Regions from separate parts of the Mus musculus genome. Here region 1 is linked to region 2. Evidence: chromatin contacts called from public HiChIP or PLAC-seq data. All regions are on one chromosome and are shown on one strand. Each heading gives the region's core, a stretch centred on a gene start, on an enhancer-like site or on the middle of the called end of the contact. The rest is flanking DNA. Distances are from core to core; before and after follow the strand shown. Region 1 overlaps Gm35062 (a long non-coding RNA gene). Region 2 has its middle 16 kb from the start of Hmga2.

Region 1 (6,209 bases), core at 1,201-3,700, 200 kb before region 2:
ATATAGTAATAGATACAGTTAGAGTTTCACTGGCAAGGGGGTGGGGGTGGGGCGGCGGGAGGATCCCAGGCCACATTCATGCCGGCAGGGAGCTCTGAGGTTCCCCTGTGAGCCAAGTCACCTTCACTGAGATGAGATGAGATGAACTGTTCTCATTCACTTTGAAGATCAGTGAAGACTGCGGCTTCTCTAGTCCTTTTTACCCTGTTGCTTGCTTTATTTATTTATTTATTTATAAATATAAATGTGAAGAGGAATAAATGCCATGGCATGTGTGGAGGTCAAAAGGTTGAGAGTATTTATCTATGAAAAAACAAAACAACAAAGTCCACCCCCTTACCCCTTCGGTAACCATGAATTCAAAATAGAAACAGTCACTATAGTCTAATCAGTATGGTGGAGTCATATCCTGGGCCAAACAACAGCCATCTACCAGGTGACCCACAAGACACTTCTTAACCTTGCCAACACCCCAGGAGGTGGCTGTGATCCTGATGTGACAGAGGAGGGTACTGTAGCTCACTAACTTGCTCCAGTAAGATAACTACTACAAAGAGGAGTGGGTGTTTAAGAAGACATTGACTGTCATTAGGAGGAGAAAAACAAGTTCAATTCTGTAATCAGTTAACAAAAGCGGTGCAGAGGCCTCAGCCCACAGAACCCACCATCCAGGGATTCTTTGCATGGGAAATGGACAAGGAAAATGTTGGAAGAGACAAAAAAAAAAAAAAAAGTTCAGAATTTTAGAATTTTAAATGTACATTAAAACTCCTTGCAGCAGTGGAGACAGCCTGTGGGTATTCCAGGGAGGGTTACCAAAAACGCAGGCTCTGTCCCCTCCGCCCCTTGGACTTATATTTTAAGAAGTTCAGCCATTCCAGTCCATGCAGAAAAATACTCTCAAAGGAATATTTACAATGTGGATCTTATATTAAACATTTGGTTTTATATACTTAAATATTTATAAAGACATATGTGGAATAAATTTCAGCCTACAAACCGAAGTGAGCAAAACATATCAATTTCCCCTACTTCTTTAAATCAATGTAATTTTGTGACTCTCAGCCTTCATCCTTTTTTCAAAGATGGCAAAAATATTTACCTCCTGCTTGCGGACTCTCTCTTTCCCAGAATGTAGAATGTTTAATTGTAATGAAAACAGACAACTGGGAGGGGGGCTGTGCTCTTCAGTCTCTGGGTACACTGGGAAGCCCGTAGTTCTGCCCTGAATACTGGTGGTACCGTCTGAGGTTGGGGAACCTTTCAGAGAATATTTGCTAGGCACATCAACAATTTATCTCTTCTGAGGAGGGCCTGCTGTCTGAACACAGTCCTTGTGGCACCTCACACTAGCCTTCCTGCTCAGAAAAAAAAACAAAAACAAAAACAAAAAAACCCTTGACTTGCCTTAATGCTCTGTCTTGGCTGTTTTGAAATTCCAAACAAAAGACTCCATTTTGCCTCTGCCCTTGTAAACTGCCTCTGCCTGCAGTCTCCACCTCTGCCACCTCTCCTCCCTTCTTCAAGGGTCTTTGGTTCTCTGTTTCCATCTTATCAGGGAGAGGAGCCACTCTCTCCCACTGTCTATGCTCTAATGACTTTACTTGCCCGCCCTGGAGAATGGGCGTTTATCTCCTGAGTCAGGTCAAGAAGGGCAGCAGATGACGTCCGGGATGGGGACGTTGTGGTCTTCCGTTTTGCAGAGGTCTTGTCTTTGTTAGCTAACTTTGTTAACTCTGAGATTGGTTTCTGACGGTTTCGCCCGCTTGAAAGGAGATGCTGGGATTCGAATTCCAGCACCAATTGCTGCTACACCCAGAAAAAAAAAACAAGGTGAGAGCCAGAAAACACAGGTTGAGAGGGTGGTAGCAACAGTACACACCTTTAAGCCCAGCACTTGGGAGTCAGAAACAGGTGGATCTCGGTGAGTTGGAGGCCAGTCTCCAGAGTGAGTTTCAGGACAGCCAAGGCTACACAGAGAAACCCTGTCTTGAAAAAAGACAACAACAATTACAAAAAAACAAACTAACAAAAAACAAAAAGCAAAACAAACAAAAACAGACAACAAACAAAAAGCCAGACCAGACCAAACCAAACCACCCCCTTCTCCTACATAAAGCAACCGAACAGTAGAGACCTCAGTTGGATGTGACAGTAGACAGTCTCATACAGATCTCAGTTCAACCTGGGACACTTTAAACTGAAAAGAGATTCTGCTCCCAATACAGCAGTAAAATGTGAACTGGGGCCATTACAGGGTGGGGACAGATGCAAATGTAGGAGGGAGGGAGGACTTGAACCTATGTGGCCCCTACTGTTCTCACATTCATTAGGAGACTAGGTCAGCCTTCTTGACCATGAAACCTTTCCGCTGCGGTCTTGTTGATTTCGTTGGGGAAAGAACAGGCGGCAGGCTGGGCGGGCTGGGTTCGCGAGAAGGGAACCGCATTCGTGAGAGGTCCTGAATGCGCATTCCGCAGTTGCAATTGGCCAGCGCTCCAGGCATGAATGGGGAGAGTTTCATCTTCACGATTTACTGAAAACAGACGGTGAAGTTCGAGAAGCAAATGTGAAACGCTCATTCCGAAAGCCTTTTTATATACATGTTAAATCAGTGTGTGGGAAAGAGACCACAGAGATTGTTTAAACATTCGTACTGATGACACTCCGGCTCTAAAATATGCAGTTCCTTGTAGTTATAGGCAGAATTAATCACATATGGAGGAAGTCATCTTTTGAAACCGGATTAAAAGGAAATAGTTCATAACTCAGTGATATCAACATGCACGCCCCTCCCCCGCCCCCCGCCCAGGCCTGGGACACTCCTCTGCCTCCTTATCTCCCACTGTCTGAAGATGTTATTTTCTCACTTGGGGTGCCATGATCCAGCTATGTGACTCTGCAGAGAGAATCTGGATGTGGAGCCAGAATGGAAGAGATATCATTTAAGCCTGACTCAAGACCAGAATAATTAGGAGTCTCTTCCTGACCCTCGATTCTGCAGTTCAGCTGAGGTCTCTAGTCCTACTGTTAATAGGAAACATAGGAAGACAGGTCATCTCTACCCTTGAACTTCATCAGGAGAAGGCAGCAAGACATTTGGCTTAAAGAGTCTTCCCTCACCACTAGCATCCATCTTTAACTACATTACCCCAAGTGCTTGACAGGGACTTTTGTCAACCACAGGCAGTTAGGCAGCTTGGGAAAGAACCCTTATCTATGGCGCTCACTGGGGAAACCTATGGCAGTCACCTAAAGACAGTCTAAGTACTGGTCCAAGTCTCTCTCTCACTCACTCACTCCCCCTAAGACATCATGTGCTGTACAAAGTACTGGTAGGTGAACCCCATGTGTATCACCCACGGAAGTCATCTGGTTTTAAGGGAGCTGCTGTTTTTAAAAAGAGCAGTCCCACTAATACCCCCCCTCTCTCACCCCTCTCTTTTCCTTTCTTCCTTTCCTCTACCTCCTCCTCTTCTCCTCTTCTTCTTCTTCAAGATACACTGAGTTGAGAATATCCACGTTCATTTTGAAGTTCCTTCCCTTAAATGAGAGATTGTGTGTGTGGATGGGGGTGTGGGGTGTGTCTGGACTGAGACATGAGGCAATTCCGAAAATATGAATGAAAGAATATAAATATTTCTCCGGCCTCTGTAGTCTTCATTAAAGCACACCAGAGGAAGAGCCGGGCTGCCCTTCTATATTTAATTTGGACTCCAACCTCTTCAGCAGCATGATTAATTTTAGCTTATCATATGGAATGTCTGCCTACCTATAAATAAGTCTATTCATCTTTAGGAGGGCATAAATATGCCTCCTGTTTTACAGCCCCCCAAAAAAACCAAAACCCCAAAAAACAAAACCCTTTCATATCATTGTAATGAGATCTTTTTCCAGGACAATAGCTCAGCTCAGCCTCGGTTCCATTGTGCTTTCTTAACTTCCTGTTTGAAAAGTGTGTAAGTGAAAGTGTGTCTCCCCGGATGATTGTGAGCAGTGTTAGGTGATGGGATGTGAACCATGGATGAGAAAGGAGGACCTGGGCAGATCTCAAAGGAATAACTACAGAGAAATGGAGAAGAAGAACAGGGAGGAGGAAGAGATGGAGAAGGGAGAGGTGGAGGAGGAACAGGAGAAAGCAGAGGAAAGCAAGAGGGTTGGTAGTGTAAATCTAAGGTAGAAATGAAGGTGTTTAATTTTTAAGCTGTTCTCTCTGCTGTCCCCTAAAATGCTGGGAATGCTACCCACTGTCCTTGTTCATTAGCAAGCAGACTCTGCATTTCCTCATATCCCAGCGTTCCCTGGGCTCAGGTAAAGTCTATATGTCTGTCTACACAGAAAACGAATTTGCCTACACAAAACACCAAAGGGGATCGTGTTGTCAGTCGCCTTGAGGCAGACGATATTAAAAATCACTTTCAGGGGACTTGGCAGTGTGGCTCAATGGTAGAGAACTTGCCTGGCTTGCCAATGTGCTGGGTTTAATTCTAGCTCCACACTCTCCTCCCCCCCAAAATAAAAAAAAAATTGAATTATCCATCACAATTTTAACACATACCTCAAGTAGGCTTTATTGATAAAAGCAATCTATTAGGTACGAGATGATACATTTCTTGAAAATCATATTGCTGTAGGAAAATGTACCTCTTATTTCTAGGGCTATAACCCACTCCTTGAACTCAGACCTTTAAATGAAAGCTCACATATGGGACTCGTGCATAGGAAACACAGGGCCAGTTTTCCCTCCCTAGCTCAGTCCCTATTTAAAAAAAAAAAAAAGATGTGACTTCTAGAAGACAAAGGACTTGCCTTTCTCCTGACAAAGCTCTTCCCACTGGTGAATAGTAAGCAAAAGCAGTGTCCCCAGGAACGTCATGTGTCTGAGCTCCCAAGGGCAGGAAGCTTTAGTTTACCAGGTGTCTCTGACCAGTTCCAGGTCATTTTTTTCAGAAGCCCCTGCTTAGTCATGCTTCCCAATGCCCTGGAAGCACAGCCAAGCAAACAGAAGGCACTGAGGCTATCTTCCCGAGCATGGCTGCTCTCTGTGATATATAAACACATATTCACAGAGCAGGCAGGACTCATGAAAGATGCTGAGATATCAGTGAGCGACCCCACAGTCATTTCTACCACCAGTCAAATGGTCACGAAGATCCCGGGGATTAAATATAGAAGACAGGGCTAAGGAGCAAAGAATCACTCAATTGACAAATGGCTGCCACCTTTCACCCAGTTGCTTCTACTTGTAGGATCTAGGCTCCAAACACTCACACAGAAGTGCTGGCAGTACACATTGCCATGGTCTAACCCAGGACTGGGAAGTAAGAGGATAGAGGCTTTCTGGATAATTTGATCCAATGAACAACCCCCCTCACTGCGTAGTAACATCAACGTTCATTCTTGCAATCCAGGCCTTAGAACCAAGTTACATGGGAGACCATGTTTGTACAATGTCCTTCAAAGAATCTAGTAACTAAACTCCACTGGACGGGAGCCAAGACAAGCCTTTTTAATGCCAAATTCCACTACAGTGGGTCATGTTATTGGATGGCTCCAGTGAATTTGGGACAGGAAAAAAGGGCCCTGTTTCCTTTAATACTTTGTTATGTTTTCTTTCTTTCTTTCTTTTTTTTTTTTTTTTTTTTGGACTGAATTATCCAGATAATTGCTTCACTTTTCAGCTGAGCTTGTACTTGAAGGAGCACAGAAGATGACCCACTGAATTGGTTTTTTGTCTTTTGCTGTAATTGGGTTATCTGCAAATCTTAGAAATAAGTGTTATAAAACATAACCTTTATATGTTTCAAAACTCTTTTATGAACTTACACATCTGGGTTTGTTTGTTTGTTTGTTTCCTTTTTTGTGAGTCATTCAGAAAAGATTTACTGAACCAAACTAAAGATTTGTGTCATGATATTTGTTTAGGGTGCTCTAATGAGCTGAAAAACCTTGCAAGTGTTAGGAAAAACACAGGGAAAGGAGCAGAAAGAAAAAACAACAATTTCTTCTGAAATGCTGGTTCCTTAAAGACAAAAAGTCACCACTTTTAAACAAGTGCATTTGAAGCCAATATAAGGCCTGTAGTTGGGAATGGATCACAAGAGATCCCTTGCAACCTCTGTTACCTATTCCATTATTAGAACTATTTGGAAAGTTCTAAAATACCACTAAATAGTGCTCCATGATAAAGTGGCGATTTTATCCACGCA
Region 2 (5,682 bases), core at 2,705-5,204:
CTTTAATCCCAGCACTCGGGAGGCAGAGGCAGGTGGATTTCTGAGTTCAAGGCCAGCCTGGTCTACAAAGTGAGTTCCAGGACAGTCAGGGCTACACAGAGAAACCCTGTCTCAAAAAACAAAACAAAAACAAACAAACAAACAAAACCCCCAAAAGAATACAGACACAAAGGATCTGATTTCAAGGAAAGAGTTTGCAGTTTGGACAAGAAATAGGAATGATATCTCACCAAGTGTGGTTCTATATTATTTTTTCTTTTCTTTCTTTTTTTTTTTTTTTGGTTTTCCGAGACAGGGTTTCTCTGTGTAGTCTTGGCTGTCCTGGAACTCACTTTGTAGACCAGGCTGGCCTCAAACTCAGAGATCCGCCTGCCTCTGCCTCCCGAGTGCTGGTGTTTTATCTTAAATATAGATGAGACTTTAAGTTCACATAAGGAATAATCACTTATATCACATAAGGATAAAGCACCCTGGCCAAGTTAACTTACAGGGCGAGGAGTTTATTTTGGCTTATGGTTCCATAGTACCTCTAATCTGTTTCCATTTAGGTAGACTTACTTACATTTCAGCTATTACACAGAAATAGAAACTATAAGTTTGTAGTCCTGGTCATTTCCAAGGTAAACTATGTCTGTGTCTGTTTTTACATACAAACACACACACACACACACACACACACACACACACAGGAGTGAAATATATACCTGTGTATGCGTGTTTATTTATTTTGTGTATATATGTGCAGTGGAGCACACACAGGACAATTTGGAGGGGTCCCTTATCTACTTCTAGGATGTGGGTTCTGGGTGCCTTAGGTCATCAGGCTTGGTGGCAAGTGCTTTTTTCTGCTGAGTCATCTTGCAGCCCATGTCTTTGAACAAAGTTACTGTGAAGGCATGTTGTGATCTTGAACTGCACTTTTTAAGGATTTTTTTTTTTAAGATTTATTTATTATATGTAACTACACTGTAGCTGTCCCCAGACACTCCAGAAGAGGGTGTCAGATTTCATTAAGGATGGTTGTGAGCCACCATGTGGTTGCTGGGATTTGAACTCAGGACCTATGGAAGAGCAGTCAGTGCTCTTAACCACTGAGCCATCTCTCCAGCCCTAAGGATTTCTTGTTTTGTTTTGTTTTGTTTTGTTTTGTTTTCGAGACAGGGTTTCTCTGTATAGCCCTGGCTGTCCTGGAACTCACTCTGTAGACCAGGCTGGCCTCGAACTCAGAAATCTGCCTGCCTCTGCCTCCCGAGTGCTGGGATTAAAGGCACGCGCCACCACTGCCTGGCTTGTGGGGTCATTCTTATTCAAATCACCATATAAGTTTGTTTTGTTTTGTTTTTTTAAAGTAAGTTCCCAAACAATGTCTATAGTATGATCTCATTCCTAAAACAAAGATGTAGATATTAAAATGGATATGAATGTGGACAGAGATATATACCTGTATAAATATACATATGTAGATTTTTAAAGTAAAGGACTGGAATATATATCAACTGTTTCTAATAGTTGCCTCTGAGAAGAAAAATAAATACAAAACAGAAAGGATGGGAAAGAGGATCTTTCATGTTTGGGTCCAAATATTTCTGAATTGTTTGAATGTTCTACAGTGGGGATTTCTTTTAGTAGAGTGTGTGCTCATTTTAGAGGAGACAATTTATAGGAACTTGAAAACCACTGAGTTGGAGTCGGACCTAACAAGGCCAAGAGTAGCTGTCTTTATCCTACACAGGCAAGTTTCTTAGTCTGCTTCTTGCTGCTGAGAGAAAAAAATGGGGGGGGGGGAGTAAGGCTCTTTACCATGAACAGTTCCCAAGTCCGGGTGCATTCCTCTGTCATGTACCAAGACAGTACCTCAAACACTGCTTCATCTTCAGAGAGGGAATTCTTCACCCTTGAGTAGTAGCAGGTGGGAAGGCAGAACTGAAAGGAAGAGGGCAAATGAGAGGAGGGGTCCTGGCTGTGTTTTTATAACAGCACAAACAGTACCCAGGAAGGTCCTTCCCAAGAGTCTTAAAGTTGCAGTGAAATTTGAAGAAGGGTTTTGGAGAGGACAGCCGGCCAAAGTGCCACCTGGAATCACGAAGAGAAAACCTGACCACTGTTGGACAGAGATCACACCGACTTCTCAGTCTAGTGTCCCATTAGTCACGGTCCAGATCTGGCGAGACAGAGACAGCGTGATTCTGATGAGTCCCAGGTCACAGCAGGTGCCTTGAGGGAGGGCCAACCTTGTTCACTGCTTTAAATGACTATATTAAAATTCCGTTTACATCTCAAACAATGTGCCTGTTTAGAGCGCCCAGTTCACTAGTTTTTAGTGTACTCACAGTTGTGAAATCGTTACTACAACCAGCTGTAGAATTCCTTTACTCGTTCTGAAAGGCGAAGGTCTGAGTGCCAGCAGCTGCTCTTCACTGCTTTCTGTTCCTCACAGAACAGGAATAGACTTTCCTTACCAGTACTTTTGGCAATTCTGGATATTTTACATAAATAGACTATTTTAAAAGATTTAATATGAGTGAGGGGGGAGGGGTGGATGTGCGCATGTGCACGCATGCGTCTGGGCCCGTGAGTCTATGTTCACTGGCCACAGAGGTCAGACCTCAGATTCCCTGCAGCTGAGACTACAGATGGTTGTGAGCTGTCCAACATGGATACTCCAGGCCTCTGGAAGAGCAGTAAGTGTTCTTAACCACTAACCCATTAATGAAATTTTACAATAGTATCCTTCAGAGTCTGACTCAGCATATTCTTTCCAAGAATCATACACGGTTGTAGCATGTTGTAGCGCATGCCAGTGCTTCGTGTCTTTTTCAGTGTTGAGTACTATCCCATATCGTGAATGGACAGATATTTTATTTTTCCAGTTACCGGATCGTGAACATTTTATGTTTGTGCTTTTTCCGTGTTTTAGCCAGTATGGTTGTGTGGATGTTTACATTTTGTTTATATACACATACATAAATGATATGTAATATGAATAGACATGCTGAGTGAAGAAACTCTAGTTGGTATGAGCATGACAAACATGGCTCTGGAAAGCCTTGCACTTCTTCTATTCCCTCTGCCTTGCTAAGAGCCATTAGATGACATTCCTAAAGCTAGCCACCAAGGGCTAGTCCCTTATTTGGCCACTTCCTCCCCCTGAGGCTGACCACCAAGGTCCAGTTATCAAAGCATTGAAGTCCAACCATCAAAAGCCCCCTTTTGGCCACTTTAATTATCGTGCCCAATTAAAATTAGTCAACTCATCCTAACATGTGATTTCCCCTTTCACCTTTATAAACCAACATTTGTCTATGGGTCATGGCTGTCTTCTCTCTATCCAGAGGCAGTCCTTTGTTATGTCCCACCCCCACCCTGGACTAATATACCATTACACTCCCCTTGCTCCCGTTCTCCCCTCTCCCTTGTTCCTTTCCCCATCTCTCTCTAACTCTTGCCTCTGTCTTTAATTCCCTGCTCTCTGTCCATTTGAGACAAATAAATCTTTATGCTGAGAACTGGACTTGGGGTTGTCTCGAGCTGACTCTGAGGTCCCTAAGGACGAGCCCTGTGGAAATTGTACTCTTAAGGTTCTCATGAGAGTTTGTTTCCTCAAGCAACTGTATCACATCTCAAGAAGCAACATGTCAATGCGCCAGTGGCCCTGTGCCCTCAGCAACACTTCCGCCGTATGCGTTTATGATCGGAGCGCAGCATCCTAGTGGGAGCGCAGCATCCTAGTGGGAGCGCAGCATCCTAGTGGGAGTGACATCACTTCCCTGTGCTCCGGAAGATGACTACCAGTACTGGAACCAATGGCCCTTCCCTCAAACAGCATTATAAGCAACCACAAAGCCCAGTGGCTTCGACCACTGGCACCCAGTCCTCACTCTGTAGGGCGAGGCATCCATTCTGATATTATTTCATGTGTCTTCATTGCAGGACTGAGACTGTTTCTGACGTGGTGGAGTGTCCACTCTCAGATGACAAGCAGGAACAGCCTGTGGCCTGGATCTGGCACATGACACTTCTGCTTTCCAACTGCTGTCCAAAAATTTCCTGTCACCAAACCCAACTTCAATACAGCCAGTATCGCAAAGCTTGGCTTCCAGAGTGAAAGAGCAAGAGAGTGTAATTTTACAGAGGAAGGGAGTGAATTATTGAAAACAACAGTCCAGTTTCCCTCCCCGCTCAGTTCTGTCTCAATGGCATCTTGCTTCCTATTTACTAACACGGTGAACTCATTATTGCACTCAAACTTCAGGGCATCTTAGATCTCAAACATTCCATCCCTTCCCCCAGTAGCATCTTCCTCAAGGTCTCCATTTGGGAGACTATATTAAAATCTGAAATTATTAGAAGCTGAAATGATTAAAAACGAGAGTGTTGGATTATACCAAAACTGTTCTTTTGTATCAAACATTGCTAGCCGCTACCCAGAATTTATCTGTTGACTTCTTTCTTTAAAAATCACTGAAGCACCTGTGGGACAAGCGTGAGACACAGGGTCCATACTCTCAAGGCCCCCAGAAAAGCTGAGTAGGCCTGGTGTCCACCTGTGACCCCAGCAAGCAGAAGTAGAGGCAGGGGTATTCCCAGAGCAAGCTGACTGGCTAAGCTCCACACCTCGAGAGACCCTCAGATAAAATGTGAAAGCCATTAAGGATGCTATCCAGCAGCAGTCTTAGGTTTCCACAGGCTTGTGCACATGAGTACCTGTACACACAAGTGTGCCCCAAGTATGTGAAGGAGCACATGTACATACACCCAGCTCACAGACATATATATACACATATATGTATATATATGCACATATACATACACACATATATGTGTGTGTGTATATATGTATACGTGTATACGTGTATATATGTATATGTGTATATATATGTATATATATATTCAAATGACAGATTCTCAATCAGGTGTGGTGGCACATGGCTCTAATCCCAATAAGGCTAAGGCAGGGGCATCATAAAATGTGAATTAGCCTGGGCTACAGAGAGAGTTGAAGATCTTTCTGACTTGCAGAGCAAGCAAGACCTTATCTCAATGAGCAAACAAATTCCAACTGAACTTATTCAGAGTAGTAAAACATTTTATATTTTATTTACTTTTTTATTTTATTTTTTATTTTTGCAGCCTCTCTCATCTGGAGCTGAGACTGACCTTGTGAAAATCTGCTGTGGATTTCTGGACCAGTCTGTTTTCCTTATTTTGCTCCTGTTTTGTCTAGCACGTGGCTGCTGAACTTGAGGTGGAGTGGCCATACTTTGAAGATGAGGTAACCATTCTAGGCGAGAGGAAGAGGCTGAGCACCCGCAGAGCGTGGAAAGAGAAAGGCAGGCAGAGACACCCGTGGACTGTAGTTTTGCTCCTGTTGTGAATTGTAACGTAAATATTTTTGGAGACAGAGGTTTGTTTGCCAAAGGGGTCACGAGCCACAGGTTGAGAACTGATTATTTAGTGGCCCGGACTGGTGGTCTCAGTTATCCAGGGTACCTTGACTGTGGCTGTCCTTGAGTTTGAGCAATAGAAGCATGACCTAAGAACTCTGACAAGAAAGGAGAGGAGATCAGGGTCCTTTTCTCACCTTGTCCCTTCTCTAGAGCCTCCTCTCGGACACTGGTCACAAATTTTTCCTAGCCTGGGCTTCTCCCAACATAGCCTGGGCTCACAGCCCAGCTCCTCCTC

What was found. HiChIP or PLAC-seq counts read pairs in DNA pulled down with a chosen protein or histone mark.
Region 1: an H3K4me3 HiChIP or PLAC-seq map of bone marrow-derived macrophages shows a contact between it and region 2, with 3 times the contacts expected there. The contact joins two enhancer-like sites. A contact is called at or near these places in 1 of 15 datasets of contacts at CTCF or cohesin (the NIH/3T3 cell line), 29 of 484 Hi-C or Micro-C datasets (the 3T3-L1 cell line, the AML12 cell line, the C2C12 cell line and 14 more), 7 of 115 datasets of contacts at active chromatin or transcription factors (the HPC-7 cell line, acute myeloid leukemia, bone marrow-derived macrophages and 3 more) and 1 of 9 other capture datasets (embryonic stem cells).

Annotation. Positions count from the first base shown.
Region 1 is chr10:120,690,927-120,697,135 of GRCm38.p6, reverse strand. It overlaps Gm35062 (a long non-coding RNA gene), which reads right to left. Exons shown (of 3, transcript XR_872122.1): 2 at 2,325-2,536; 3 at 1,957-1,985. Among named protein-coding and RNA genes, the nearest start is that of Gm35062, 5.6 kb to the right of the region's middle. Within about 2 kb of position 2,450, at least 25 of the 459 cell types and tissues checked have an H3K27ac peak or open chromatin away from gene starts, as enhancers often do. A contact at or near this core is called in bone marrow-derived macrophages, where this site is marked.
Region 2 is chr10:120,489,988-120,495,669 of GRCm38.p6, reverse strand. No RefSeq gene overlaps it. Among named protein-coding and RNA genes, the nearest start is that of Hmga2, 16 kb to the right of the region's middle. Within about 2 kb of position 3,954, at least 5 of the 459 cell types and tissues checked have an H3K27ac peak or open chromatin away from gene starts, as enhancers often do. A contact at or near this core is called in bone marrow-derived macrophages, where this site is marked.